Linked DNA regions of Mus musculus: region 2 is linked to region 1. Evidence: chromatin contacts called from public HiChIP or PLAC-seq data. All regions are on one chromosome and are shown on one strand. Each heading gives the region's core, a stretch centred on a gene start, on an enhancer-like site or on the middle of the called end of the contact. The rest is flanking DNA. Distances are from core to core; before and after follow the strand shown. Region 1 holds the start of Rhof (ras homolog family member F (in filopodia)). Region 2 overlaps Clip1 (CAP-GLY domain containing linker protein 1).

Evidence for each region. HiChIP or PLAC-seq counts read pairs in DNA pulled down with a chosen protein or histone mark.
Region 2: an H3K4me3 HiChIP or PLAC-seq map of bone marrow-derived macrophages shows a contact between it and region 1, with 2.6 times the contacts expected there. The contact joins two enhancer-like sites. A contact is called at or near these places in 2 of 115 datasets of contacts at active chromatin or transcription factors (bone marrow-derived macrophages and memory CD8 T cells) and 1 of 9 other capture datasets (pancreatic islet).

What each region holds. Positions count from the first base shown.
Region 1 is chr5:123,131,771-123,139,114 of GRCm38.p6, reverse strand. It overlaps Rhof (ras homolog family member F (in filopodia)), which reads left to right and starts at 6,486. Exons shown (of 5, transcript NM_175092.3): 1 at 6,486-6,880; 2 at 7,161-7,248. The coding sequence starts at 6,743. Within about 2 kb of position 2,489, at least 257 of the 459 cell types and tissues checked have an H3K27ac peak or open chromatin away from gene starts, as enhancers often do. A contact at or near this core is called in bone marrow-derived macrophages and pancreatic islet, where this site is marked.
Region 2 is chr5:123,657,896-123,664,692 of GRCm38.p6, reverse strand. The region is part of intron 1 of Clip1 (CAP-GLY domain containing linker protein 1); the gene reads left to right. Among named protein-coding and RNA genes, the nearest start is that of Clip1, 23 kb to the left of the region's middle. Within about 2 kb of position 2,377, at least 115 of the 459 cell types and tissues checked have an H3K27ac peak or open chromatin away from gene starts, as enhancers often do. A contact at or near this core is called in bone marrow-derived macrophages and pancreatic islet, where this site is marked.

The sequences.
Region 1 (7,344 bases), core at 1,240-3,739:
GGTTGGAGCCAAGGCTGAAGCCGCCGGGCCATTCAATACTGCTCTCTGGCTAATGGCGGCCGGCTTTCCTCCTTCCTTCCGCCATCCTGCTTTTCCCTGGTTGTCGCTGGGAGCCGAGAGGCAGCCCCGGGCCCTAACAGCCTGCCAGGCACGGCGCCCGCGATCCTGGTGACGGGTCTCGGGGGGCCTTAGGCCCCGGGGGGCGTCGCGCACCCTAATTCTCCGCACTCGATCCCCCCGAGCCCCTCCCCCCAGGCGCGGTTCGGGCAGTGGCGGCCGCGGGGGGAGCCGAGGCCGGGTAGGGCGAGCCCCTGGAGGCGGGTGAGGGACCCCGATCTCCGTGGCAGCCCCGGCCTCCCAAGGCCCACACGGGCACGAGGCCTCGCTCTGGCTTGCACTGCCTGCCGTTCTGCCTCGGAACAGGAGCCAGTAGTTAGCCAAGGGCTAAGAGGCTGCTCCAGCCTCCCTTCACTGCCACTTGGCTTCGGGAGACCCACCCCTGCCTCCCCCAGACGTCCTTTGGTAGTCGAGCCGGAGGGGCGGGTCTCCCCTTTTGTCCCCACTTGGGGTTAGAGGCCTTCGCAGTGGCTTCACTTGGACGCCAGGGGCCCAGCCTCCAACCCAGCTCTCTGTGGGTTGGAGGTGTGTTTTGGAAGGGGGTGGGCTGGGGCTTGGGAAAGCCGATTGGGGCCTCCCCTTCGGGATCCCCCCCAGCCCCCCGCCGCGATAGTGCCCGAGGGTAAAGCCTTAGATCCTGGCCTTCCTGGGGGAGGGGATGTGGACAGGGCGGGTCTTTGGAAATGCAGATGAGTCGTCTCCCGCTGCTGGTCTCCTGGGTTGAACTTTAGTGACTCAGCCACCCTCACCCCACCCCCACCCATTCCACAGTGAGGGCCGCCTTGTCAGCTGGGAAAGGGGGGGGGGGGACACAGCATTTCTGTGACTCCCTTTCTATCTAGTAGACCCTGTTGGTATTGCATTTGGCCAATCCATTCTCTCTGAACCTACAAACTGTGGAATTGCCCTAACAGAACGTCCGAATTTACAGGTCTTGGCCGGAGACCGGAGCCATGTCTGTGTTATCCCCACTGTAGACAATCCTTGCTTCCTCTGGACATCTGGAGCAGGCCCAATTTGACTGAGAGCCTTCCCCCACTAAGGTAGGTAAGAGCCCTTTCCCCAAGTTCAGAGAACTGTTGCCGGGCTTTGACCTGCAGCCTTCGAAGGGCGGCTTGGGATCCCCAAACCTGCTGGGCTGGTTCTGCAGCCCCTCCCCCACGCTGATGTGGCGGTTGTGTGTGTGAAATGGGCGGCCTGCTGGGTCCATCCAGCCCCGCCTGTCAGCTTCTGCTGTGGGGCGTTTAGGGCGGGCGATTCTCATGCCGAATTTAGCAGCTTACTAGAGCAAGGACTACCAAGTATTTCCCAGTGGTGTGGTTTATGGTGGCTGGGAGGGCCCTGGAAACTTCTGAAGACGGTGACTGCTGCCAGGTTTCCCAGTGGTGCTTCAGACATTGTTCCTGAACCCCATTAGGGGGACCAGCTGAGCCCCCTTCTGATGTCTGCCTTGCTGGATAGACAAAGAAGCAAAAGATGTGAAGTGGTAGCCAGCTTCCCGAGAGAAAAGATTTCCTTGGCTTCTCCTTTTCCTGGATCCGAGCTCTCAACAAGGCCAGGTGTCGGTAGCCTGGCTTCTAGAACGTGACACAAACGGAGGCTGGCCCTTCACCTGTCTGTAGTGATCTTACAGAGTCAATGAGGTCTGTGCTTAGTCTCTGAGCAGGGTCTCCCCAGCTGCACCGGCATCAGAAGTCAGTGGTTGGACCCATTAAACCCGACTGTGCCCATTTCTCGAGTTTCCCTCTTAGGCAGTTACATCTAAGAACTTGCTCTTCTTACAAGGTTCCAGGTAGCACCAAGTTTCTAGACTCTCTCTAGTAGGTGGCACCTGGGATGTCACCCAGCTTGGTGGCTAGCAGTTGGCTTGCCCTCCTCCTAGGCAGGAAGCTTTGCTGCTGAAACTGGTGTGGCCCTTGATCCCTGACCCCTGGCCCCCTAGTGTGTTTCTCGTTTTGTTACTTTGATAAGCCATTTGGCCTCAGGTGCCGCGGCTCCTGCTGGCTTCCCCTATTTGGGCCTCAGCTTCCAGCCTCTAGTCTTCTCTTTTCTCCTCACCCCTACAGTGAGTGCTGACGTGTGAGTCGGGGAGCCTGGAAGGCTTCCCTGAGTTGTTGCTGGAGGCAGATTGGTGCCTAATCAGGGTGCTTCTAGTCTGGCAGCTGTAGGTTAGATGTGGACCTAGCTAGTGACCTTGGACCATTGCCTCTCTTCCCCCTCCCCGGGTTAAAAAGACCACAATACCTGCTGGAAAAGGTTGGTGGGAGGATTAAGTGAGATTAAGAGGGCCAGACTCCTGCTCTGACCTCACAACCAGTTGGCCTCCATTGTGATAAGGATTGTTGCTGGGAGTGGTTGCTGCCTGCGCCGGTGGGGGCTGGGCTGTCTCCAGGGCTCCTCCCCGCCAGCCCACTTCCTGAAGCACGTGCTGGAGCCTCCAGGCAAAGGAGAAAGAAAACTGGCTTTGCTTGGGAAGGCAGCCAGCCCTGTTTTTCTTCTAGTGTTTGAGTCCAGGCTGTTCCCGGGGCTCCGTAGGCTGTCCTGTGGTTGGGTCGGGATTTAAGGGCCACCCACCAATAGCCCCAAGAGAAGAAATGTCTCACCCAAGGTTATGAGGCCACCACGGAGCAGAGCCTGGACAGGGTTCCAGGTGTCTTGATTTTCAGCCCAGAACCTGGGCCCGTGACACCCCCTTGCCCAGCTGTCTGGGTTATTTTAGGCTCCCTCCCGTGCCAGCTGTCTGCCTTTATCACTGCCAGAGAGAGCTGTCTGGTATAGCAAGGCTCCACAATGGTCCCGTGGCTCCCGCTGGTGCAGAGGGCCAGGCATCAAGTCCGTCGATGAGCTGGCTTTCTGCTGGGAAGGCTGAACTCCTCACCCCTATTGAGAAGGGGGGCGGGGAGAAGAGCGCTTTGCTAGGTTGGTCTCGTTCATACTTTAGATACCTGGTAAGCCTTGGAACACAACTGATCAACCCTAAAGGCTCTGGTTAGAGTCCTTGGATCTGGCTGGGGTCTTTATCTCCTCCAGCCTCCCACTAATTGATTTAAGTCGCGCTGTGTCAGCTGTACCCTGGAGGGCTACAGGCTTTAGGGAGCAATTAGGCGCTAAGCTGTGACGTGGTGCTTGAAAGGGGAAGATGGAAGTGACCGGGACCAACTTGTGGCTTGCTCTCTACTTCAGGTCTTTTCCACCTCTCTCTCTCTCTCTCCTTTCTTTGGCCCCTTATCACCTCCTGGGCTGTAGGGTGGGGCAGTTTGTCCTGCTGTTGTTCCTGGCCCCGAGGGGTGCCCCGCCTCCTGGTCACCCACGGAGCGTGGGGCGGAGCCGCTCTGGCCTGCAGAGAGAGGGCCACGCCAGCAGAAGGCTTGCCTGAACTGGGAGGTGGCTGTACTCGATTTACTACACGAGATTCCAGTGTCCCCGCCCCTTCCGGCTCCTCCACCTGGCCCCGAGCCCAAGTTTGGAATATGACCTTTTTAGACTCTCTGCAACCGAGGTGGGTCGGAGGACCCGCCATCCCCGCTCTCCACGGCCCCCAGTGTTTTCTCGGATTGTTCCGTGCCAATGGGAACCAGGAGGGAAAGTTGAACAAAAACCTTCAGAGCTATTAAATTGTCGCGTGATGGAGGAGGGTCTTGCTGTGTCCGGGCTAGTCCTAGTGACAGGTTAGGACCCTAGGTATATCCCTTTGTACCAACGTTCGCTGGTTTTCCGCCTGGCTTCCAGAAATCACTAAGCCCATCCTCTGCTTGTTCCCTGGAGCTGTTAAGTAGCTGAGACTTGGAGCGGTCAGGCTGCCTAACCAGGTAGATAAGATAGCCTGGCTTCACCCCTCTGCTAGAGTCTTTATCTCCCCCCTCTTATCCGTTCCATCTGCATTTGGATAGCTCAATAATTGATTTATGGGGCCTCTGAATAGGGGAGTGGTGGCCTTAGCCTCCCCCACCCAAATTTGTACTTTGTCCTTAAAGGCTGCAGTCTGTTCTCCTCTGCCCCCCTGGATCTGAGCTTTAGTCTCTGCAGTGACCACCTGACAGCTCCCTGAGGGGGGTTTGAGGCAAGAACCCACAGAAGCAATTTCTTGCTTTCCTCTGCTCTCTAGGAATTCCTGGACAATGGAGAGTGCCCCAGGCCCCCTGAACATCTTGCTGATGAGGGAGTAAAGCCACCCTGGGTGGGTGTGAGTGCGCGCGCGCGCGCCTATCTCCTCAGCTGGCCCGGCCCGACCTCTGAGGAGGCTCTCACCAGCAGCTGGCTAGATTCCTGGTTATTTTTAGTTACAGATCCAGCCCCACCATCACCACCAGAGTTGAGTCCAAATCCAACACTCTAGGCCGGGTAGTGCTGGGACTTTGCCAGCCTCCTGCTGAGGTAGGGCTGGGTGAGTAGGCAGGCTGGAACGGGTGGGGTGGCCGTGTGCTGTCTGAACCCTCCCCAGAGCTGGTCGCTTTTGGTCATTTCCTCCCTGCAGACTTGCTCTTCCTCCACACAGGTCTGGGGGAGTTTGTGGGAAGCCAGGAGCCCTCTCTTGGTTATATGTAGTAGAACAAGTTTTTTTTCTTAGAAGTGAATTCTCCCCTTGGCAAACTGCAGCCAGCCAGCCTCCTGGGTCGAGAGCCAAGCCAAAAGATGTCTGAGAGAAGAAACCTGGGGTCCTGCAAAGGTAAGTGGGTCCCAGCCCACTCTCAATCCCCCTCTCTCTGTGTGATTGCTATTCCACACTGGAGTCACCTGCTCTGTGCTTCTGAGGAACCTCACCTCTGGCACATCAATGGAAATTGTCCTTCCCTTTTTATTTATTTTTATTTATTTTTTATTTTTTGCCACCCTCACTGGCCACTAAGAGATAGCCCTAGCTCCTCCTCTCCTGCCTGGTTTTGACAGGACTCACTCCATTGAGTCCTGTCTCGTCTCTTTGCAGCCCTCCTCCTCCCCCCCCCCCCCCTTCAGCCAGCACTTAGGCCCTCCCTGATTTAGCCCGTTACCTTGACAACCACTTGGGCCTGTCTCCCTCATCACCACTGAAAACCTGAAGGTGGTTTTCCAGCTGCGGTACATTTGCCCAAGTTGGGCACCCCTCCAGCTTCTATTGGCTCGCCCTCTATACAGCTGTACCCAATATAACAAACACAACCTTCCTGGCCCCTCAGCTGTAGTCTCGAAATTGATCTCACTGGTCCCGGGAACTCCGTCAATACTGCCTCCTCTAGACTGAGCTCCTCACAGGCAGGAACATGGTTGTTTCTCAATAAACAAGTTGCAAAAAAAGGAATGAGTGAGTTGCTGAACATTTGTCTATGGGCGGTTGATCCAGTGACAAGAGGGGCTTCTCCCTAACAGCTGGAGATTGGTTCAGGTTTCCACCCACCCTGTTGTCTTTGCGTTTTCACGGGCGGTCGCTGCTGTCCTCTGGTGGTGGAGCCGTGTATTGCGTCTCCTGGCGCAATGGGGGAGGAGGCGGGGAAACAAGGAGTGAGGTTGGTAGTTACTCCACAGAGTAAAATTTTCTTGATGTTTGCTGAGAACTTGAAAATCAAGACTCCCCATTGTGAGGCCCAGGACAAGAGCTTTGCCAACACTGCTTTGAAGAAATGAACTCCTCTAGTAGAATTATATTCACCCTCAGGATCTGCCTACTGCTGGCAGTCTCCTGGGGTCCTACCGCTTGACCACTGGCCTGATTTTGGAGGTGGACTCGCGGCACACAGTAACAGGAAAAGCATGGGTCGCAGTGATATGAGCCAGCTGTACTGCTAGTAGTTCTGGGAGTACTAGCAATTTGAATGGGGATGAGAGTGGAGCTCCTGGGGTGAAAGACCGGACACCAGAACACTTATTGGTAGCGACAAGGATTATCCGTTTCCAAAGTTTACGGAAGGTCCAGATATTCTCAACTAGGGCTCTCGGCTTGTCACATTTGCGACTTGTCATGTTTGGGGTCGCCCTTCCGAGCCGAGTATCTTGAGTCCGCCCTGAAAACAGGCTGCTGACGGAAGGCATTCGCCGGCAGGGGGCGCCATGGCTCCACAGTACGGGCCAACGGAATGGGTGGGCAGGGTAGGTGGGCAGAATTCCTGCATTTGCACACCGGCTAAGGCCAGGGTCAGACTATGTGGACACACACAACCCACCTTTTGGCATCTTCTCCGAACGACCGCGGCTACAACCTGTGGGAAGATAAGCTGTAGCAGCAAGGGCTGGATGCGAACCCGGGTGCTAGGATACAGCCCGCCAATCAACGTTTTCTCTGTGGGGGTGGGACCGGCCAATCAAAGGGTCCTTGCTAGAAGGCGGAGCTTGCCAACTAAAGGCTGTCTCTGTGAAGAGGCAGAAACCACGAATCTACTAAGCAGGGGGTGGGGGTGCACTGCGCTTGCGGTTCAGCATCCATTTCTTCAGGTTCTTCATTTCCCCTGGGACTGCAAGACAAATACCCGGGGTCCCCGGACCATAGCCGAGGAGAATTAAGACAGGGTGGTGAACCTGGGAGGCTGCCTGGCAGAGGTGGCGCCAGCTGCCCGTGGGTGGAGCCTCGTAGCCCTGCCCTGTAACCCCGCCCCTGCCCTGTCGCTCTACTGGGCTCTAGCCAGCGCGCAGCATCCAGCGCTGCGGGCTCCGGGCTATGGACGCCCCGGGTGCTCCGGCCCCAGCCGCCGCCCCCAGCTCGGCGAGGAAGGAGCTGAAGATAGTGATCGTAGGTGACGGCGGCTGCGGCAAGACGTCCCTGCTAATGGTGTACTGCCAAGGCTCATTTCCCGAGGTAAGGCCCGCTTGGTGGCAGGAGGGGTGAGGATGGGCTTGGGACCGCAGGGAACAAGGGCTTTACCCCAACCTGGACCCAGGCCCCAAGCCTGGACCATGGAGTCTCAGCTGTCTCCTCCAGGCAGCCCTTTGAGAATTCCTGAGCCCAGTGGTTTGCCAGGTTCGAGCTGGTTGGAGTGAGGGTGTTAGACAGTCGTGGGGGGAGGGATATGTCTGGGATGGTTAGCTCACCTTTGCACCCCTTAAAAGATCAACCCGACCCCCCCCCTCTCTCGCAGCACTACGCCCCGTCGGTGTTTGAGAAGTACACGGCTAGTGTGACAGTGGGTAACAAGGAGGTGACCCTGAACCTCTACGACACGGCTGGTGAGTGCACCAGAGCACACAGGCTCCCTGTGGTCATTCCCAAGGTTTCCCCTGCCTTCTGGGGCATTTCCTTCATGACACCCTAACAGGCCAGGT
Region 2 (6,797 bases), core at 1,128-3,627, 530 kb before region 1:
AGCCCCTAGATCACACTCCCCCCCCCCCCGGCCCCCCCATGAAAGGTATCTCTGTATCTTGCAGTTATCTCTAAGTAGGGAGACTAGAACTGGCTTTAGGTTTTGAACGTCCCTTTTACGAGAGCTCCTTGAGTGGTTAAGATGGATTACGTGATGAGGAGTCTGAGCAGAAGGGAGCAGCCCCAGAGGGGCCTTGAAATGGGGCTGTCTTGGCAGCTGAAAGAGTGACCGCTTTTTGTGCTTTGCATAAAATGTGGGGTGACACTAACCTCTCCTCCAGACTTTGAGATGTAGTCGTTACTGGACTTCCATAGGTTTTTTTTTTTTTTTTCTGTTTTTGTTTTTAAGGTCTAAGTATTTGGACTGGAGATGCAGGCACAGCACCTGTGTAGCATGGCTATGGCCCGTATAATACCCTGCTAACCCACCCATTACTTTCTGCTATTACAAGAAATGTTTTCCTTATCTGCATGTTTTGAATATTCTCACTTTAAATTTTTTTATGAGTGTTTATGTGCTTAAGCTGACAATGAGTATGCATACCGCACACATGCAGATACCCACTGAAGTAAGGAGAAAGGAGCCGCAGTTACAAACCACTGGGAGCCACCATGTGGGTCTGGGACCCAAACCTGGGTCCTCTGCCAAAGCAGTTGAGTGCTTTGATTGCTTTCATTTTTATGAGGCAGGTTTTAGGTGATTGCCTGTTAGAAGGAGTGCACAGTAAGGTTGGGGTACTGAACTGAATGTGTGAGCTTTAAAGTTTTGTTTGGAGCAGAAGAACATTTTTCTATAATTTCCTGTTCAAAGTTTAGTTGTATCTAAGGGAAGTGGAGACCTTGAATTCTCTTTCTTTCTTTCTTTCTTTCTTTCTTTCTTTCTTTCTTTCTTTCTTTCTTCCTCCCTCCCTCCCTCCTTCCCTCCCTCTCTCCCTCCCTCCTTCCCTCCCTCTCTCTTTCTTTCTGTTTTTTTTGAGACAGGGTTTCTCTGTGTTCTCTGGCTGTCCTGGAACTTACTTTGTAGACCAGGCTGGCCTCGAACTCAGAAATCCACCTGCCTCTGCCTCCCAACTGCTGGTATTAAAGGCGTGCGCCACCGCCGCCTGGTGGAGGCCTTGAATTCTTGAAAGTGGTGGTAGCTAACCATTGTGGTACTTGCTGAACACAGGCACTGTTCTCATGGTTGGAAGCATCCCCTAGATGTTGTTGTTGTCTAGATATTGAAGCTGTAACTATATATCTGACACTGTGTATGCCAAAGCTGGGGTGATGTCTACATCTGGGATCCCAGCACCTTTGGGAGGTTGAGGCAGGTAGATCGCCAGAAGTCCCAGGAGAGCTTAGGCCATAGAATGCCATGTTTCAGTGATGGCGCAGCAGGTGAAGGTGCTTTCCTTCAAAGCTGACTACCTGAGTTAGATCCCCTGGAACCCATACGGTGGAAAGAGTAAATCGACTTTGGCAAGAAATTCTCTGACCTCCAAACCTGTGCGTGTGCCCCGTAGATTATTGGGCTATTTCTATCTCCACTAGCTTCCAAATGAATGAGACTCCGACTATGATTTATTTATTTAGCTTTAGCACAGTTACTAGGCAGATACCAGTACTTAGTATTTGAATGCACAGCAGCCCCAGACTAACCCCAACATGCTCCCGATAAATAAACGTCATGATTTTTTTTTTTTAAAGCAAACAAGGGACTCTAGAGACAGCTTAGTGGTTAAAAGCTATCATGGTACTTAGTGATACTCTTTGTGGTACTGTTCTTATAAAGGATATGAGTTTGGTTCCCAGCTCATAACTGAGATGTAGCCTATAATGCCAGTTCTGTGGCGATCTGATACCTGTGATCACTGAAGGCACCTACATTCATGTTCACACACAACATACACACATACACATACATACGCACACTTAAAAATAATAAAGAGAAATATTTAAAACCAAGCAAACAAATTGAAATAAAATACCCCACCCCCAAACACATACACACAAAAGACAAATGTGGACCAGACCGCACTTCATAGAGGATGACCACTTTCTGCAATAGAGGAATATCTTATTTTCTGGGATCATAACTGTAGCAAAACTGACACCTTAAGACACATAAAGCACACTTTTTTCTTTTTTAACCTGAGGACAGGTCCCCTAAGGTTGTCTGCTTCTTTGAAATAAATATCTTGCTTCTTTGCCCTTAGGTTGTAGGTTCTAGATCAGATCTGAATTAAATTTCAAGTTGATGACATTAATCTAGTTTAAAAAGTTCCAGGCCTGCCGTTGTCTCTCCAGAGAGTTCAGAGGTCACACAGGACAGCAAAACCGTTTCTTCAGTGTTGACGTTGAGTAATACACCTTCCTGTCTGCGGGAGGAAGTGCGGACCCTTTAGCGAGGAGGAGGGAGCAAGAAGGGGATTGTGTGCCTGAACAGTGCCCTGTAATCTCCCGGTGCTGCCTGGCGCTTGGAACTAGATGATCTTCCTGCTTCTTCCTTTTAAGAGTACAAGCAAAACAGAAGCTATTTTTAACTTTTCAGAGCTGATGTAAGTTCTAAAGATAAACACTTTCCAAATAGCTCTTGGCTTGAGAAAAACGACTATCAGGCATCATTCAGTGTTATAAATGCAAAATTCAGGTTATGCACACACACACACACACACACACACACACACGACACACATACACATATTCATATCCACACAGACTCAACATGACACAGATAGACAGACAGACGACACCAGCACACACTGGTGTTTTTTGGAAAACAAGGCTGTAGAGCAGTGTGACCTTTATCTTGGAAGGGGCTTTCATGCTTCTCCTTTTGGCTTTTTGAAGCAGGGTTTCACTGTGTAGCCCCAGCTGGCCTAGAACTTATGGCTGTCCTCTTACTTTCCTCTCTCAGTTTCTGGCATCACAGGCCTGAGCCACTGCCTTGGCTGTGACTAATGGAAAGTATATTTAGCAGTGTATACACATCCACACAAGACCTCTCACGTGGGGAGGTGGTGTTGATTATCGTGACATAGCCATTACTTTTTGGAGCTGTTGGACTTCTCTGCAGGCCTTGGATATATTTTGCTTTGTTTAGTAACTACACATCCATGTAACTCTAGGGTATTTTGATCCAAGGTTGGGAAACAGCTGATAGTGTTGTTAGAGCCACATCACAACTCTCGTGGACCACCAGTAAGGTACTTCACTCTTGCTTCTTTGCTTGCTTGTTTTCTGGTTTTTCGAGAAAGGGTTTCTCTGTGTGCCCTGGCTGTCCTGGAAAGCTTATTGTTTGCTGCTGCTGCTCCTTCTCCTGCTGCTGCTCCTTCTCCTTCTCCTCCTTCTGCTGCTGCTGCTCCTCCTCCTCCTCCTCCTGCTCCTGCTCCTGCTCCTCCTCCTCCTCCTCTTTAAGTAGGGTCAGTTCAGGCTGATTTTGAACTTGTATTCCTCTTGCCTCAGCCTCCTCACAGTTCTGGGATAAATTACCTCTGAAAATGGAGTTTAAAATATTTTGAAAGATGAAAGGTGTAGCTCAGTTACCAGAGTGCTTTCATAGTATGCATGAAGCTCTGGGCTCAGTCTTCAGCACCACAAAAACTGCATGGTTGTGCAGGCTAGTAATTCCAGCACTGGGGGGTTAGAGGCCACAGGACACAAGTTCAAGGTCATCTTCGGCTACACATCAAGTTTTAGGCAAGCCTCAGGTACTTAAGATTTGGTTTCAAAAAATTTGGTTGAATCATTATTTGTGAAGTACTTAATTTTTCCTCAGGCACTCGCTTTTTTGTTTGTTTATTTGTTTTTTGAGACAGGGTTTCTCTGTGTATACCTGGCTGCCCAGGAACTCATTATGTACACCAGGTTGGCCTCAAACTCAGGGAACTGCCTGCCACTGCCTATTCAGTGCTGGGACTAAAGGCTTACACTACTGTGCTGGGCGTAGGTAGTCACCTTTAACATTTTTTATTGATTTTTGTGTGTATAAGCATTTTGGGCATATGTATGTCAGATGGTCAGAAGAGGGTGTAGCTCCTGCAACTGGAGTTGCAGGTAGTTGTGGCCGCTTAACTGGGAACCGAACTAGGTCCCCTGAGAGCAATAGGTGCTTGTAATTGCTGAGCCATCTCTCCTGCCACTTGGGCAGTCACTTTAAATGAGATCAAGTCTTTGGCAAGAAGAGTACCCTTGGATGGAGGAAGTTGCAGGATAGTGTTGTCTGATAGGACTATCTGCCCTGTGTGTAGTGATTGGAATTGTTGTGTCTCTGGCACTGTCGCTAGTTAATCGTACATTTGGATGTGACTGAAGCATTACATTTAACATGGAGTGCCTAGAGACAGGGTTCCAGGGTTAAGAACTTTTGTCACTCATGCAGGGGGCTGGAGTTTGGGCAGCTCCACCACACCTAGGGCGCATTATGCTCTTTTGGTTTCCACGCGCACCTGCACACTTATATACAGGGAGGGGGCAGTAAAGCTAATAAGAAAAAAGTAGGTCAGGTGTGGCTGAGGCGGGCAGGTCTGTGTGAGTTCTAGGCCAGTCTGCTGATGTGCATGGTAAGTTTCAGGCCATCCAGGGCTTCACTGTGAGACCCTATCTCAACAACACACACACACACACACACACACACACACACACACGCACACACACACAAAACCACAAGTAGCTGGAGGTTACCATACTTGAAAACACAGAGGCCACATACTGAGCTTTTGGTCTCACAGACTGGAAGTCTGAGATACAAAAAAAATGTATCAAATAAAGGCAAGCTGTAGGATATCTAGCCTAGTCCACTCCCTGTGTCTGGTAGTAGAAAGGCTGGATGTGGTCTCCTGTGCTCAGCGGTAGCTAGTCTTCACAGCTATACTCGTCCTTGCCAGAGTGTCGTCTCAAGAGTTCTAGATGATAGTCTTCCCCGAAGTCCCCTTGTGAGCACCATCCCTGCCGCTCAGGACTCTGCTCTCCTGCGTTAGCCTGAGGCCAGCAGCCCCAGCTCGGACCTGTACTGACTAGCGCACCGAGTGAGGATTTCAAACGAACCACGGAAAGGCTGCTGGCCCTGGGCTTCAGATTTGCCTGTTAATGGGAGTGAGACTAAAGTAACCGAGATGAACTCTTGAAATAAGTATGAAGTCTGAGATGCTGTAGACAGCTTTCATTGTGCTAGTAGACTCCTGTAATAAAGGCCCTGCATCTGAGGTGAAGGGTTAGGGAAGTTGAATAGTTTCTTCATTCATTAATTGATCGGAGGCTCTTGAGCATCTCCTGCAGTTTTCCCTTTAGACTTGATTTCTTAGAGGAATCCTCTGATGCTCATCCAACTGAGCTCACTGTCCAATCCACAGGCTTTGTCCTTTGCCATCTCCTCTGCCTCCCGACTGTAACGTCTGTTTCCTTCCAGCTCACACATGCTTTGCTTTTTGCCTTGCTCTCGAAGCCTTTTCCTTGTACTCTGGTCCACCCTTTTGGCCTTCTAGGACAGTTTTGGGATAATCACATGGCTTGTTATGTCTTATAAGTGGCATTGTGTGCTTAGTTATTTTTTTGTGGGTGTGAATCTTCTCCCCAGATACATTGTAAGTTCCATATGTTTGTATCCGTTATATATTCTTATGTCATCTGTAGTGAGCAGGAAGTACAATTTAAAACATATTAGGTGCGCCCCAGCCAGTCAGAGTAAAAGTTTAGAGTGTTTTCCTTTATTTAGTGAATGTGTATTATATGTTGTAGGAAATATAAAAATGGCTAAAATGTAATTTCTTCAGAGAGAATTTACAGTCCACACAGAGACCGCTAAATGTGCTGGATGCTGTGAAAACCACACAGACTCAGTGAGTTGTGGTTGCTTGTGCCTGTATCCCAGCACTGTAGAAGGCCACTGCCAGAGAATCGCCATGAGTTTGAGGCCAGTCAGTATTCCCGTGTGACATCCTATTTCAGAAACCTAGAAACAGGGCTGATGAGATGGCTCAGATGCCACACAAGTCTGGCAAGCATCTGAGTTGAGTCCTCAGATCATACTTTAAAAGGTGAAAGGAGAGAGAGCTGACTCTATAAAGTTGTCCTCTGACCTCCCATGTACTCACCCTGACACCTGTATCCACACACACACTCACACACTCACACACACACACACACACACACACACACACACACACACACCCAACCTGGTTAAGCACACATGTAATCCCAGTACTCAGGAGATGGAGGCAGGGGGATCAGAAGTTCAGTTACTCTCAGCTACATAGCAAGTCTGAGTCTCTCCTGGATCCACGAGAGCCTGTCATAAACAAATAGCAGACAGACCAAACAAAATGGACAGTGCACTGGAAAGAGAAGGATGGACACGTTTGCGTTGGCGAGGAGCTGGGGTGGTTTTGGAAAGCGAGTGAGTGTAGGTTTCAGCAGGTGAAGCTGAAGACTTGGGAAGCAGGGAGAACCCCTGGGAAGCCATGGAGGAGGCAGAGTCCTGAGCTGTTCTGGGGTCAGCTGTGGACGATTCCCGGGCATGCGATTGGGAAACTGAACTTCCAATTAATCCTTGATCAGTAATTTAGTGGTGGTTCTCAGATGCTCCCGTCAGAATCACCTGAGTGGCTTATGTGACCCAGATGGCTGAGTCCGCAGGGTTTGTTGATAGGTCCGAGGTCCTCATTTCTAACAGGTTCTAGCTGCTGCTGCTGCTGCTTGAGTGTGAGCACAGTGCATGTGATAATTGCCCGTGGAGATGCCGGCATATTTGGTAACTAGAACCCCTGGCTGTTAACGCACCGAGGTGGTGGTGCTGCTCTGTGCATACACACCGGGACT